2 separate regions of the Mus musculus genome follow, and region 2 is linked to region 1. Evidence: chromatin contacts called from public HiChIP or PLAC-seq data. All regions are on one chromosome and are shown on one strand. Each heading gives the region's core, a stretch centred on a gene start, on an enhancer-like site or on the middle of the called end of the contact. The rest is flanking DNA. Distances are from core to core; before and after follow the strand shown. Region 1 holds the start of Mtmr4 (myotubularin related protein 4). Region 2 overlaps Msi2 (musashi RNA-binding protein 2).

Region 1 (7,338 bases), core at 3,685-6,184:
GTGTACCTCCATAGGTACTAAGTTAGTCAACTAGGAGGAATAAATGGAACACAAACATATGCAAAGGTGGGCATTTTTAGGGATTCGGAACATATCCTCATCCCTGAGGCATACACCCTGGTGGGAGTGAGGGAGCAGAAGGAGAGAGAGCCATTTTGTAGCAAGTTGTGACAGTTAGGTAAGGAATGGGTGAGTCAGGCCCTGTGCAGTTACTGCGTCAGTCACGGAGTATCTGGTAGAGGATCTGGAGGAAGTCTCTCAGAGGATTCTGATTTCTTTATGTATAAAATGAGAGTTCTGAGCTCCAAGTACTGATGTCACAGTAGTGATCATTAAACTAGGTAACAGAAGAGCAAAAGGCCTAAAAAGTGAAGTTCTTAAAACACGCATGCACACACACATACATGCACATATACACATGCACACAGACACACACACACGGAGGGGGGCACTGTTGAACTGTGAGGACAGACTTGGAGAAACACATCATTAGGTGGTTTCATCATTGAATGAACATCATAGAGTCTATTAACACAGAGCCAGATGTTGTAGATCCTTACTGGACATGATCTCTCAAGGGACAAGAGACCAAACATAAGACAAATGAGGCTGCTGTTGGCCTACAGCAGTTGTTTTACAATAAACACTTTTCATCAGTAGAAAGCATATATTATAGTGCATTATAGTGAATGAAGTGACAGCCATTTGGCATCCCTATTAAGTGATACTTTTTTGTGTGTGTGCTAGAGTTTAAAAATATTTTTTATTAATGTGTTGTCAGGGTGAATGGTGTGTTTGTGCTGGGGCATGCCTATGGAGATAAGAGAAAAACACTGTGAACCAGTTTTCTCCCTTCACCTGTGTTCCTGGGATTGCCCACGCGTCTTGTAGGCAAGCATTCTTAGCAAGTGAGGGCTCTCATCAGCTACGTGCTGTTTTCTGTGCCTGGTGGCACACGTGAGGCACTCACGGGCGTTATGATGTTAGAGTGGCATTGTCTGAGCTCAGTTATCTTGTGGGGCTAATGAAATATGTGGATCTCAAGGTTGATTGAAACACTGCTTCATGGTGGACGACTGTGGAGTAATATCCATATGGCTATACAGTGGAGAGCACTGTACTACATTGCCATAGTCAGAGACACCATCATGGGAGAACTGGCTCTTGGGTAAGAACGACAAGAGGGTCTGGAGAGGCAGAGGCTCTGAGGCTGGACCATGAATCCAGACTTTCCCTGGTTTCTAACTGGTGCTCATCTGCTGCCCCTTGGCTGTCCTTTGCCTTGTCACCCTCAGTCCCTTTTGCTCCTCAAACTAGTATTTATTAAACTACCTGTGTACCTGTGTCATTTTCTCTCAAGACCCGAAACCCTCCCATCCTACTCAGGTGTCTCCCTGGACAAGGAGGAAAGCAAAACATGGCTCAGGCCAGACTTTCCCAGGCAGCCCCCACTCCCAGTCTCTCTGCTTGTCTCTCCTTGCCCCAGCTGGAAGCCTGTGGCCGAATACATCGACCAGCAGTTTGAGCAGTACTTCCGAGACGAGAGTGGCCTGAACCGCAAGAACATCCAGGACAACCGGGTGCACTGCTGCCTGTACTTCATCTCCCCGTTTGGCCACGGGTATGGTCTGAGCCTGAGGCTCCTGGGACCACTGGGGTCTACTAAGGGAACAGGCCGAGTAGCACCACAGGGCAGGGCTACCACTAGCGGGTGGTCACTGATTCCTGTTCCCCAGGCTCCGGCCATTGGATGTTGAATTCATGAAGGCCCTGCATCAGCGGGTCAACATTGTGCCTATCTTGGCTAAGGCGGACACACTGACGCCTCCTGAAGTGGACCGAAAGAAATGCAAAGTGAGGGAGGCTAGTGGAGGGAGGGGGCCAGGTGGGCGTCTAGAAAGGATGGGGTACCCAGAACTGTGGACCCCTCATCTGTTTGCCAGATCCGGGAGGAGATCGAGCACTTTGGAATCAAGATCTATCAGTTCCCAGACTGTGATTCCGATGAGGACGAGGACTTCAAATTACAGGACCAAGCCCTAAAGGTGGGGCCACCCTAGGGCCTCCCCTCCCTATCTTGTTTCTGCTGAGCAGAAGAGGGGAGGAGGATTCTATACAAGGACAGACTGTTGGGGTGGAAGAGGACCCTGTCATCTTAGAGCAAAGCAGAAGACCCAAGTGGAGAGGGACAGGGGATGGAACAAGGATGCTGACAGGCCACTGTACCTTCTCTTAGGAAAGCATCCCATTTGCGGTGATTGGCAGCAACACTGTGGTAGAAGCCAGGGGGCGGAGAGTTCGAGGCCGCCTCTACCCTTGGGGCATCGTGGAAGGTAAAGCTCTGAGCTTGGGACCAGAGTCCCCTTGCCCTTAGGAATTCTTCTTTACCTCTGACCCTGGCTGACTCCTAGCCTTGCCATGCAGTGGAAAACCCAGGTCACTGCGACTTTGTCAAGTTGAGGACGATGCTGGTGCGTACCCACATGCAGGACCTAAAGGATGTGACCCGAGAGACACACTACGAGAACTACAGGGCACAGTGTATCCAGAGCATGACCCGGCTAGTAGTGAAGGAACGGAATCGCAAGTATGACCAGGAGCCAGGACAAAGCTGGCCAGGGGAATCCCAAGTCCTCCCCTTATTACTCTGCAGGCCCCAGGCTTCACTCAAGTTGGTGCTGGGGTCCCCCCAACCTTACTACCCTCCTTTCCCCCTCCCTTCAGCAAACTGACAAGAGAGAGTGGTACTGACTTCCCTATCCCTGCTGTCCCACCAGGGACAGATCCAGAAACTGAGAAGCTAATCCGGGAGAAAGACGAAGAGGTGAGAGCAATACAATGCAGATGTCAGTCTGGGAAGTCCTCCGTTTGATAAGCCTCATTATCTCTTGGCTTGGGAATAGAAGGACCTATCCTTATGCTCTGGTACATAGGTGGGATGTTGAGTGGTTCTGCCATTTCCATCATACATAAGGGCCACCAAAGTCCCAGACTCAAGGGATTAGAATCTGGGGACACTTCTTCAATACAGTCAGACTCTTCCTATCAAACACCTTGCATTGATGATGTATGTGCCTGTTTCAGCTGCGGCGGATGCAGGAGATGTTACACAAAATCCAAAGACAGATGAAGGAGACTCACTAACTGGCTTTTGGACCTGAATATTTAAATCTCTTCTTCCTGCCTATGCCAGCCTCTATTCCCTGCATCAGCTCTGCTCAGGACCCCCCGCAGCTCCTACCAGTTCGCCTTATATCCCTGCTGACTTCTCAAGAGACTCAGAGGAAATAAACTAACCTATATGTGGCTTCAGGTGTCTCTGTATTTTTACCATTTCCTGGAAACATAGCTCCTATGACTAGTTTGAAAGGCTGATGGAAAGGGTACTGGTTTCTGGCTTTTAGTAGGAAACAGAAAGGGGGAAATTTCCCTTTCGCTTATAGAGTTCACTCAGCTTACAACATAGCTTGTCCTATTGACCATTTCTACTCTGGCTCCACTTTCTGAGCCTCAAGCCTCCATGTTTCCCGTATACAATACCTTCATTTTGTAGCTGCTCTTGGGAAAAACAAGGTATTAACTACCTGGCAACCTCTGATTTCCGCCTTTCCCCAGATTTGGGTAAATAGATATGCAGAATTAAGCTCCAAATTCCAGGAAGCTTGTGGTACAGTGCTGAACAAATTCTGAAGGTCCTGTAATTAGAGTGCTGGGACATAGGGAAAAACAAAATGCCATAGTCTCCAAGGAGCTCAGTATCACGCATGCGCTAGGTTAGACCCGGGTTCTAGACCCTGTAACTAAAACAGTGAACTCAGGAGAGATTTCTGTTTTCCTATGACTTAGTAACTGTAAGTACTTCAGAAACCAAGACGTGAGGACACTAGCCTAGGATCTCAGGGCCTAGACCCACTCCAGGACTCGGACTATCCGCCGAGAATAGGACTCTTTGCCACTTCAGTTTGGTTAGTAGTGGCGCGGATCACGGAGACCTCCAGCGTTACTGGTGACCTGCGTCCCGGTGCTGGCTCCAGGCGCTTCAGTCTTGTCCCTCTACCCCTTTTACAGACTAAGAAGCCGCAGCTAGCTAATGGCAGTCAGACCCAGTTTTTCTCTCTTGGCTGAGAGACTCTGGACTGGCGGCAATGCAGGTCTCGAAGGACGGCAAGGTTGGTCGGTCGTTAACAACCAGTCCAGATACGCAAAGGGAACCGCCAGCGCTGCCAGTCCGAGAGCTCCTTCCTCCCAGGCCTTCTAGGAGGGTCTTTCACGTTTTCCATTCCTGTGGCTTCAGCAGTTCCCGAACCCAGCTCTTCTCTTTCGCAGACAAAAAAAAAAAAAAAAAATCCAGGATTTTCTTTTCCATCGACCGGGCGACGAAACACGAGAGTGATGGAACCGAGAGTTTGGGAAGGGACCTTCCCCTTTCCTAGCCGGCATGCTACCCTTCCTTTCTCGCATTACTGGAGCAAAACAGAAACACCACTGGGTTAAAACGCTGAGCCACCGCGAGGTCATTTGCGAACTACCTCTCGGGCGGGGTCGTCACCGGAAGTGACTGCTACCATTCCCTGCAATGTCCCGCCCCCCAGTTGCGCTACCAGTAGGCGACGGGCGGCCGTACTTCCTGTCCCCGGAGCCCTAGGCTGCGACCCCTCTTACTCCTCTCCCATTGGCTGCCAGAGGGACGCGCTGTGATTTCCTATTGGTCGTGTCTGCTCTCTGGCGCCAAGCCTCCTCCCTCCGGGTACTGTCTGGTCTCCGGGTGCCGGATAGGTTACAAGCTGAGAGGGCGTCTGCCCACTGGACCAGTGAGCAGCGTGGAGAGTGAGGGCGGCGGCTGCGTGGTGAGGCAGGGCGGGACTTCGCGTGGCTATTGGCCAGGGCGGGTAGAGGCTAGAGATACGATTGGTTGGGGACAAGGGACCGTGGTGGGGTTCGAGCTGCGCGGCCTCAGCAGCTGCGGGAGACGGAAGTGGTGAGAGCGCGGCTTTGGAGGGTCGGGCGGACGCCGCCTGGGTGAGTCACTGTACCCCGTGCACTGCCAGCCTGGGAACCACAACGACCAAGTCCTGCCCGGCCCTCGCCGGCTCTCTTGAGTCCCGCCCTCTGTCATTTGGGGCTCCGCCTCCGAGGCCTTGGCCCCGCCCCTAAAACCTGGGCACCTGGATCTCCTGGCTGCTTAGCCCATCCTCCCCCACCCCCCACCCTAAGACCAGAGTCCCTAACTGTGAGAACCCTGGGCCTCCTAGGCCTGGTCCTTGTCGCTCCCTTCCTCTCTCTGTTTCTCAGGCCGCGAGCCAGGGAGCCGTGAGGCAGCACCTCCGGCTGGCCGCTTGCGGGCTCCCCCGTGAGGGAGGGAAGGTTGGTAGGATCACAATGGAGGCTTTAATCGCCGTAGCCTCCTATGGGGCTCTGCTGCACACCCCTCGAGCATACCAAACATGAAGGAGTGTCGGTGAAATTCAGACCTGGCTCCCTAAGTGGGCCCAGGAGGCCTTAACTTGAAATCCTTGTTAATTCGACCCATTTGACAGATGTTGTCTCCCAGGCCGGACTGGCCTAATTCTGCTCCTGTTGTGTGGCCTCCTCCCTCAAACCTTCACCTACTTGGTCTCAAGTATGCTCAGCAGGACCGGGCCAACCCTGCTGCTCTTTTATCACAGGTTGTGGTCCTCTCCCTCTTGTCCTCTGCTCTGGACTCTGCCCCCAGTAACAGGTCAGGTGGGTGCTACTCCTAGACTCAGAGACTGGCCGAACTGCCCTGTGGATTCATGCCCCTACCAGGGCCAAAAGTGAGTCCCAGTTGGGCAGTCTTTGTCTCTTCAGAGTTGGAATTTCTTCTCTTTTGTAGAGAGCAGGGTTTGGAGTGCTCTACTGCTGGGTGTGGGGATCAGAACGTTTGAGTTCTGCTGAGTAAGCTAGGATGATACTTAGCCTTGCTCAGGAACTTTTGTGGTGGAATTCTCACCGGGCAGGGTCACTTGTTGCTTCTTCCATTGCCTGACTGGTGTGGTGACTTTTTGAGACGCCGGATCCTCTGTGGTGGAGGAAAATGAGTTGCAGAGAAGTTCAGGGGTAGACCCGTGTGACAATCGTTGATTCTATGGTGATGTTAATGACCGTGCACTTTCCTCTTGTGTTCTGTCTCCTTTAGTGACGAGCAGGAGCAGGCAGCCAGGACCCTCGCCAAGGTAGAATGGTGAGTAGCTCCTTTTCCCTCATACCACTGTGTGTCTCATCCTCCAGTCTGACTCAGGGAAGCTGCCCCACCTCTCTTGGCCCTAGTGCCCCTGGTTACTCTGTTCACTTCCTAAACAGGCTCATTTGCCCTGATGCTTTTTTTTTTTTTTTTTTTTGGATGGGCAGTGTTGTTTTGAGACAGGTTCTTGCTGTAGAGTTTTGGTTAGCCTGGTACTAGACATGTAGCCCATGCCAGCCTTGAACTTGTGGGCAATCCCTCTTTCTCCCTCCATCTCCTAAGTGTTAAGATTGCAGGTGAATGCAGTGTGGGGCCTTGTACATGATAGGCAAGTACTCTAACACTGAGCTATGTATCTAGCTTATGGTTTCTTAGGATTGAAAAAAATATATATCGGGCACTATATAGCACTGGGCTCAGCAGCTTGTAGTTTTTCTCGGTGTTAGGCCGTCCCTTCTAACAAACCGCTATATCGCCTCTTACTTGGATCCCCGGTTAAAACTATGCATATTCTGGTTTAAGAAAACAAGTCTTTCTTATCTGAGATTCCTGAACTTCAGGGCGTGGTGGCACAGGCTTCTAATCACATCAGTTGGGGACAGAGAAAGGTGATTCTCAGTGACGTCAGCCAAGTCTTATGTAGTGAGTTCCAGAAAAGACTCCATGGTTTTTTGGTTTTGTGTTTAAATAAGATCCCTGAACTCCCAGTGAGTCTCATGAATATATTGTTGGTGCTGTCCCAGGAGTGATTCCACCCAAATTGTAGGCCTTTTCCAGCTCCCAGGTGTTGCAGTCTATTAAGCCACTGCAGGTGACAGCTGACTGAGTATCTACCTGGCCAGCCTTCTGACGGTGGGTCCTCTCCGTCCTGGTGGGAGAGCTAGGGCTCAGCCGTTATGATGAAGGAGACTGAAGCCCTTTCCAGGCAGGACCTAGCCTTTGTATCTCTTCAGTTCCTTCCAGGGGTCACAGGTTAATGAATTCAGCCAGTGGTGAAGTCCCTCCTCTCCTGGTTCTCTCTGTGATGTGTGCATTAGCCCCTGCTCTTTCCAGAGAGCCTACTGCTGAGCCTGCCCCCTTGGACTGATAGCTCATCCCCTATTCCAACTCGGTGGTGCACTGAGAACGCTGTGCAC
Region 2 (7,196 bases), core at 2,467-4,966, 1.0 Mb after region 1:
GCCTGTGCTTGTTCCTCTCAGGGACTCTCTGTGGGCAGAAAGGATCTGAGCGATGGTAGCTACAACAGTCTCTGGTGTGGTATGGAGGTGTACAGTACTATGTGTTGTATGTATAGTGTAGAGGTACATTGTGCTGTGATATTTTACTGCATGTGTGCTGTTGGGTTGTGTGGTGTGCTGTGGTACTGGACAGCATGGTGCCTAGTGGGTGTATTTTGTAGCACGTGGGCTTTTTTTTAATATTATGGTGTACCGTCTTGTGGTATGGTGTGGCGTGTGGTATAGTGTTATGTGGTACTTCGTGTTGTATGTTTTTGTGTAGGATGTGTTACAATGCATGACCTTGTGGTGTACTGTATGGTGGTGTGGTGTGATGTGTGGTGTTTTGTGGTACTATGTGGTGTTGTATATCATTTTGTGTTTGTGTGGTGTCTTGTGTGTGTGGTATGTGTACTGTGTGGTATTTTATATTATTGTGTTGTAGTGTATCATATGGTACGGTGTTGTGAAAGACACTACCACATGGGTTTTGTATTTACTGAGCTGAATGGATCAATAATAAATCCTTACTGAAAAAACAAATTAAAGTAGACAGGCTTGGCCCGGATCGGGGAGCAATGAACTGGATTAGACCTAGACTGGACTCACAGCTCAGTTTGACCGAGTAGTTCTAGTTGATTCTACCTGAGCAAGAACACTTGACCTCTGGGAGCCTTAATTTCCTCATCTACGAAATGGGGAAGCATTCTCAGGGCATGCTGTAGTCTCGAAGCACGGATCCAATCGGATCGTGTGGAATGCTTTGCAAAACTGCAAAGACATCATCACTGATCAGTTTCATGAGCCTGCTAAGCGGCTCATCTAGCACTTGGCCCAACGCATGATTTTTCAATTTCAATCAACCCCTAATAGGGCTGGAGGGGTAGACGGACAGAAGTAACTCTAATCCCATGCTGACATCAATAGCTGATCACCTAAAGAGAGAAATCTTCTCTGGGCAAGAAGAGGGAACCCAAGTATCATGTAATTAGAGCAAGCAGGTAAGCTCAAATGTAGACAGAACAGGCTGACTCAGGCAGCTGCTTCCTGGGCAGCCAAAGCCAACACAATCAGCAGAGAGAACCTATGGAGATAGGTGTCCTCCAGGTGCAGGACCACACACATAAGAGGAAGAGGGGAACTGGGAGCACAGTCCCCCATTTTTAGCCTTATCTTCTGTTTACCCCACGTCCCTCCCCCTTCCTACCCTGCCACTGTGTCTCAGAATCCCCCAACAACATCTACTCTGAGTGGCCGGGGTACCCTGATTCTTGCTGGATACCTTCTGTTGCTGTGATAGAACACCATGACCGAAAGCAATGTGGGGGAGGGGACGGTTTATTTTGGCTTACAGTTCATAATCCCTCATGGAGGGAAGTCAAGGCAGTAACCTGAAGGAAGGAACTGAAGTGGAAGCCATGGAGGGCCTGCTTGTTGGTTTGCTCAGTTACCTTTCTTACTGCAACCAAGACCTCCTGTGGCTAGGGGTGGCACTGCCCACAGTGGACTGTACCCTGACACATCGATCATTAGTCAAGAAAATGCTCTACACCTTGATTAAATATGATGGAGGTATTTTCTCAACCAAGTTCTCTTCCCAGATGACTCTAGCTTGTCTCAAGTTGACAAAAAAATAAAATAAAATAGGAAAACAGGAAGAAAAAAAAAGTATCAGGACACTGGGCATGCCTTCAACTCCCTTTCTAAATCAGTACTGAATTCCTAACTATGTGATAATGTTTCCTCACCATGTTTTCCTCATCTTCAACTAATCCAAGAAGCTCTGCCTGGTTTTAATGGCTCTGCTCCCCACCCCTTGAGCCCCTGGCCTCCACAACCACTGGGAAGTCCAGTCATCTGGAACCCACCCAATCCTGTATGCTGTCACTATTTCAACATGCTCAGAGCCGCACCCGCAGGACTAGAAAGTCAAACCACTCTGGAAGCAACGGTGCACTTCCACGGCTATTCCCTCGCTAAGGCTTTCTCTCCAGTCCTCGCTGGATAGCCAGGCTTGCCCAACCTTTTCACAATGACGTTGTCACCTGCAGAGTTCATGCTTGAGAACCTTGCAGATGAGTTAACCTTAACCCACCAAGAGAAAAAAATAATAATTCCATGTGTGAAACAGGTTTATGATTTGGTGCTGGGTGCCACTCATAATATCCTGGTCTACGTGCAGCCACATATAGCACCTGAGCCCACAGGGTGGACACCCCTGTGACCACAGCGAAATACTTCAGACAGCCTCCTACTGACCTACCTGACCAGAACATGTCTGGAAGGGTGCTAGTCACCCGCAGCCAAGGACTTAAGTGTGACGCACCCAGCCACCATCTCCAAAAGTTTGACCTTCTATCTAGTTTTCTCTTCCTCCTCCTCCCATAAGCCTTGTCTTTAATTTAATCGTGCTTGAGGTTTGCAAATAACGCTCCCGGCCCAGCAAGGATACATTAACCAGATTAAACTCGAACCCCATGTTGTAAGACACCACATACTAGGCACCCAGTGGCCAACAGTCCCATCTGTACAGGAATGTTCAGGAGCACCTAGAAGTCTCACTTGAGGGGGTAGAGGTCTGGAAACCAACATAATCACCCTACAGTATTCGGGGACTTGTGTCCTAGCTGCCAAGTCTACCCTAAAGCACATGACAGATGCCAACAGTTCACAGAATGAATGTTAAACGGAATCCCTGGGAGGTCTGGGATAACCATCCTTTGAAAGTCTGGACTTTGAAAAGCAATGTAGAATCTACAGACTGAACACACGCGGCATTGTCTGATCTCGGAAGCTAACCAGGCTGGGCCACGGTTAGTAATTGGATAGGAGAAGCAATGTAGGATCCTCCCATAGTGTTAAGGAAACTGACCTAGAAAAAAAGTACAGGGCAAACAGAACCAAAACAATACACTATACTGAATTCCTAACTATGTGATAATGTTTCAGGATAGAAGTCCAGGGGATTGATGGGAAAGCTTTTTAACTGGGCCTGGATCTAGACCTGGACCTGAACTTCTGTTTGCCCGGGTTTGAGCTATGTTACTACACATGACTTATGTTAATGGCTACAGAACAACAATGGTTACTGCAAGCAGCTTATCTTAAAACAATATAAATCAGTACCGCCACCCTATGACAAGACAGTTCCCATATAACTTTGTCTTTTATATTCTCTAGCTGATTAATTGGGGGGTGCTTTTCCTTCCCTCGTCTGTGTACACAGTTTCTGTTGGGGGTGCTCCCCCTGTTTGCTAGTCTACCATATATGGCTGTAACACAGGAGGCTCCAGCCTATTTCTTATCATCCGGTCCCTTACTCCAGTGCTGGCGTGGTGAACTGGTTGGTACCCTTACCCATGCCATCAGCCTCCCCACGGGCCTCTCTGTTATGTAAGATTTGAAAACTGGAGATCCCTCTTCAGGATTGCCCTGCAGCTTGGTTCAGAAGGGGAAGTGGCTTGTTCTGGGCTTTGTTTCCCCTGGCAGCGGAGGGGGGTGGGGGTGTGTGTCGGGGAGGTGTTTGGCTATTTCAGTAGCAATATCCTGTGTCGCCGAAGAATCTATTTTTCTGGAATGTTTGAAGCAGGGTTGTGGCAGCAATGGAGGCTTCCTGATTGAGATGGCATGGTGGCCTCTGCTCCAGACTCGGCAGCTGTGGCAGGCCCTCTCTGACTCAGAAGGACTTCCTGATGCCCGGGGAGTGGTAGCTACCTGCAGTCCCAGACCTGCTGCAGGGCTCTGAACACAGAGCCTGGAGCTTTCTCTACACCTCCTAATGTTTTCTACAGGTATTTTCCCATTCCTCAACACATTCCTTACTGGCTTAAAACTGGATAGGATCAGGCTCAGCTCTCTGAAACCAGACCAAAATACTGTCTCTGTTCTTGTGTTAAAAACAGATCATTATCTCGCTCAAAAAGACATAGAGCAGAGCCTGACATTTCAGTTTTGGTTCTCTTCTCGCTAGCTGCCTGACCTGGGACAGGCTAGTGCTAATGTTTACTGGGGCTCAGCTTTCTCACCTAGAAAATGAAATAGAGAAACAAGACAAGGCCCAAGGTCCCTAACTCTGCTTAACACTGGCTGACTGTAAACCCTGTGTCCTACTCCGAATTCTGTCTTGGTTTCGTTTCGTCTTTTTTATTTTTTTATTTTTTGCAATCAGCTAATCAATATGCACTATATATTCAGAAAAACTGTCCTCATTCTTGAGCAAACAATTGCAAACTATGATCTGAAACATGCCCTCACCTGGAACTGAATGTGGCCTATGAAAGAAAGGACCCACAATGATAAGAGTACGCAGGCAGGGTGAAGAATCGCTGGTGTTCCTCTAGAAACAGGTAGCAATACTGGTTTCGGTCTCGTTTATATTTTTAACATCAGAAAGTACCTGTTGCTTCTTTGTATGATGAAATAAATAGAGAACAGGTGTGGTGTGCTTTTCTGTTTATCCGAACCTACTAAGAACAGAGCTGCAGGGGGATGGGAACACGCTGATAAGCTTGCTGGTAGTGAATACGAAGGGGGGGGGGGGCCAGTTATGAGGATTGGGGTGGGGCTTCCCTCAGCTCCCCACTCTCCTCTTCCCACACCCATGTAAGAGCTTTCTCAGGACAGTTACACTGTAAATTATGATTCAGAGGAAAGCTATTTCCAGCCACGAACTTGGGTAAATGTTAACCATGTAAGCTGCTTAGGCAAGTAAGTAGGTTAGTGTTCAGAAGTTAGGTAGGTCAACAAGCCCCAGAGAGAGGCTACCAAACACACTGAAGAACAAAATGTGGAAAGTCAGGGCCAAGTGGACCAAGAAACTCAAGGCTGAAAACTCAGCCTTGCCTAATCAAGTAGCTCTGGGTCTTTTTCTGATTTTTGTTTTCCCCCAGTGCTAGGAATCAAACCTATAGCCTATAATGCATGTCAGGCAAATGTTCTACCATTAACCCTTTTATTTTTAGAAATACTCGTTGATATTTTTAAAAAGCTAAGTTCTATGCTGGCTAGTTTGTTGTTAGTCTGTTTGGTTTTTTGGTTTTGTAAACTTGACACATGCTAGGATCATCTGGGAGGGAAGACTATTAAATTAAGAAAATGCTTCCATAGGACTGGCCTGTGCGCAGGTCTGTAGGACATTTTCTAAGGTCACTGGGCTGGTGGTGGTCCTGGGTCTCTAAGGAAGCAGGCTGAGCAAGCCATGGAGAGCAAGCCAGGAGGCAGCATCCCACCATTCATGGCCTCAGCGTCGGCTCCTGCCTCCAGGTTCCTGCCCTGTCTGAGTCCCTGTCCTGACTTCTCTCAGTGATGGACTGTGACCTGATGAAGTATGAGCTGAAATAGACCCTTTCCTCCCAAACTGTTTTCTGCCATAGTGTTTTATCACAGCAATAGAAACGCTAATCAAGCAAAGCTAATATCCCAGATTTATGTTGAGAGTATAAAATAGCTCCTTTTTCCCTAGGGGAAGAATATGATCTGAAAATATATATTTAAATATATATTTATATTTAAATATATATTATATTATATATAATATAAACACACATATTATGGATATTTAGGGTTTTTTTTGGGGGGGGGGTCGAGACAGAGTTTCTCTGTATAGCCCTGGCTGTCCTGGAACTCACTCTGTAGACCAGGCTGGCCTTGAACACAGAAATTCTCCTGCCTCTGCCTCCCCAAGTGCTGGGATTAAAGGTGTGCGCCACCAATGCCCGGCAGGATGTTTAGATTTTTAAAATATCACATATTAGTGGTCATATAATTCTATTACCCACTCATACTGCATGTACACACATACATAAAAGCATCTCTAATATATTCACAGTGGCCAGCATGGTGGCTGAGGCAGGAGAATTACTTCAAATTCAAGGCCAGCCTGACCTACTTAGTGAGATTCACAGCAGCCAGGGTAACATAGTAAGACCTGTCTCAAAAACAAATGAACAAATTAGCCATAGTCTTCAACCCCAGTCATGTCACCTGATATACATACTATAAAAGGTGACAGGTATGTGAGTATATTGATATACCAGTGTTATTTGTAAGAAACTGTTAACAAGTTAACCATTCAGTAACAGGAGTTGACCCCACCAAGTATAATCAAGTATAATTCTAAATTGCTATACCATTGAGACAGTAAAAACTTTGTCTTTAGAAAATGGTGAATGGGGCTGGAGGAATGACTCAGCGGTTAAGAGCACTGACTGCTCTTCCAGAGGTCATGAGTTCAATTCCCAGCAACCACATGGTGGCTCACAATAATCTCTAATGGGATCTGATGCCTTCTTCTGGTGTGTCTGAAGACAGATATAGTGTACTCATATAAATAAAATAAATCTGAAAGAAAGAAAGAAGGAAGGAAGGAAGGAAGGAAGGAAGGAAGGAAGGAAGGAAGGAAGGAAGGAAGGAAGGAAGGAAGGGAAGAAAGAAAATGGTGAATGATATGCAGAAAGGTTCATGATACAGTTATGAAAACAAACCAGCAAATGACGTGTGACCAAGCATGAATGCATGTACAGATACACATATATCCATTTCTTTTTTTTGTCTTGACAAAAAGAAAGAAAATGCATAAAAGCCTTAAGAATGGTCGTGTAGAAATGGTAAATGGAGGGACTAAGGGCATTTTACTTTTAATACTGATGGCTTCTCAAAGTTTCCCACATGTTTCTGTAATTGGGAAGAGGGCAGGAGCAGTAGTCAATGTTCTAAGTAAACAAGCCGTAGGAGGCTCTCTGCTCTGTAAATGTCGAGACTGGATTCGAGCATGTTCTCCCCCTCGTCGATGGAACTTGTAATGTGACCCCATCCGCCGTAGGAATGAAGCAGACATTACGCACTTAGCGCATTTGTAGGCACGAGTGGTGCGTTAAGCTGTTTTTTAATTAATTAATTTGAGTCATGAGCATTTGAAAGTGACTATTTTATGGAGCTGAAATTTACATTTATCTCCCATTTTAAAGCCCATTTAGCAAATTAAGAAAGGAAACGGCAACACTCGGGGAAGTTACCGAGCCTACCCGCGTGCATCGTGTGAGAGCAGCTCCGTTGTGGCGCACTCGAACAGGGCTGTTCTGCAAGACCTCTAGAAAATAGCAAGCGCTGTACAAAAGCCTCTGTGAAATACTGTTTTCATCAACAGCCTGGCTGCCTGT

What was found. HiChIP or PLAC-seq counts read pairs in DNA pulled down with a chosen protein or histone mark.
Region 2: a FOXA1 HiChIP or PLAC-seq map of pancreatic cancer cells shows a contact between it and region 1. The contact joins the enhancer-like site here to the promoter of Mtmr4 in region 1. A contact is called at or near these places in 4 of 39 promoter capture datasets (hippocampal neurons, liver and pre-B cells), 1 of 115 datasets of contacts at active chromatin or transcription factors (pancreatic cancer cells) and 1 of 9 other capture datasets (liver).

Annotation. Positions count from the first base shown.
Region 1 is chr11:87,587,232-87,594,569 of GRCm38.p6, forward strand. Mtmr4 (myotubularin related protein 4) reads left to right here and starts at 4,935. Exons shown (of 19, transcript NM_133215.2): 1 at 4,935-5,019; 2 at 6,158-6,202. The coding sequence starts at 6,200. Septin4 (septin 4) reads left to right here. Exons shown (of 14, transcript NM_001368775.1): 8 at 1,487-1,621; 9 at 1,737-1,854; 10 at 1,944-2,045; 11 at 2,237-2,333; 12 at 2,425-2,587; 13 at 2,778-2,824; 14 at 3,085-3,312. The coding sequence ends at 2,796.
Region 2 is chr11:88,610,440-88,617,635 of GRCm38.p6, forward strand. All of the region lies in intron 5 of Msi2 (musashi RNA-binding protein 2), which reads right to left. Among named protein-coding and RNA genes, the nearest start is that of 0610039H22Rik, 5.2 kb to the right of the region's middle. Within about 2 kb of position 3,717, at least 148 of the 459 cell types and tissues checked have an H3K27ac peak or open chromatin away from gene starts, as enhancers often do. A contact at or near this core is called in pancreatic cancer cells, where this site is marked.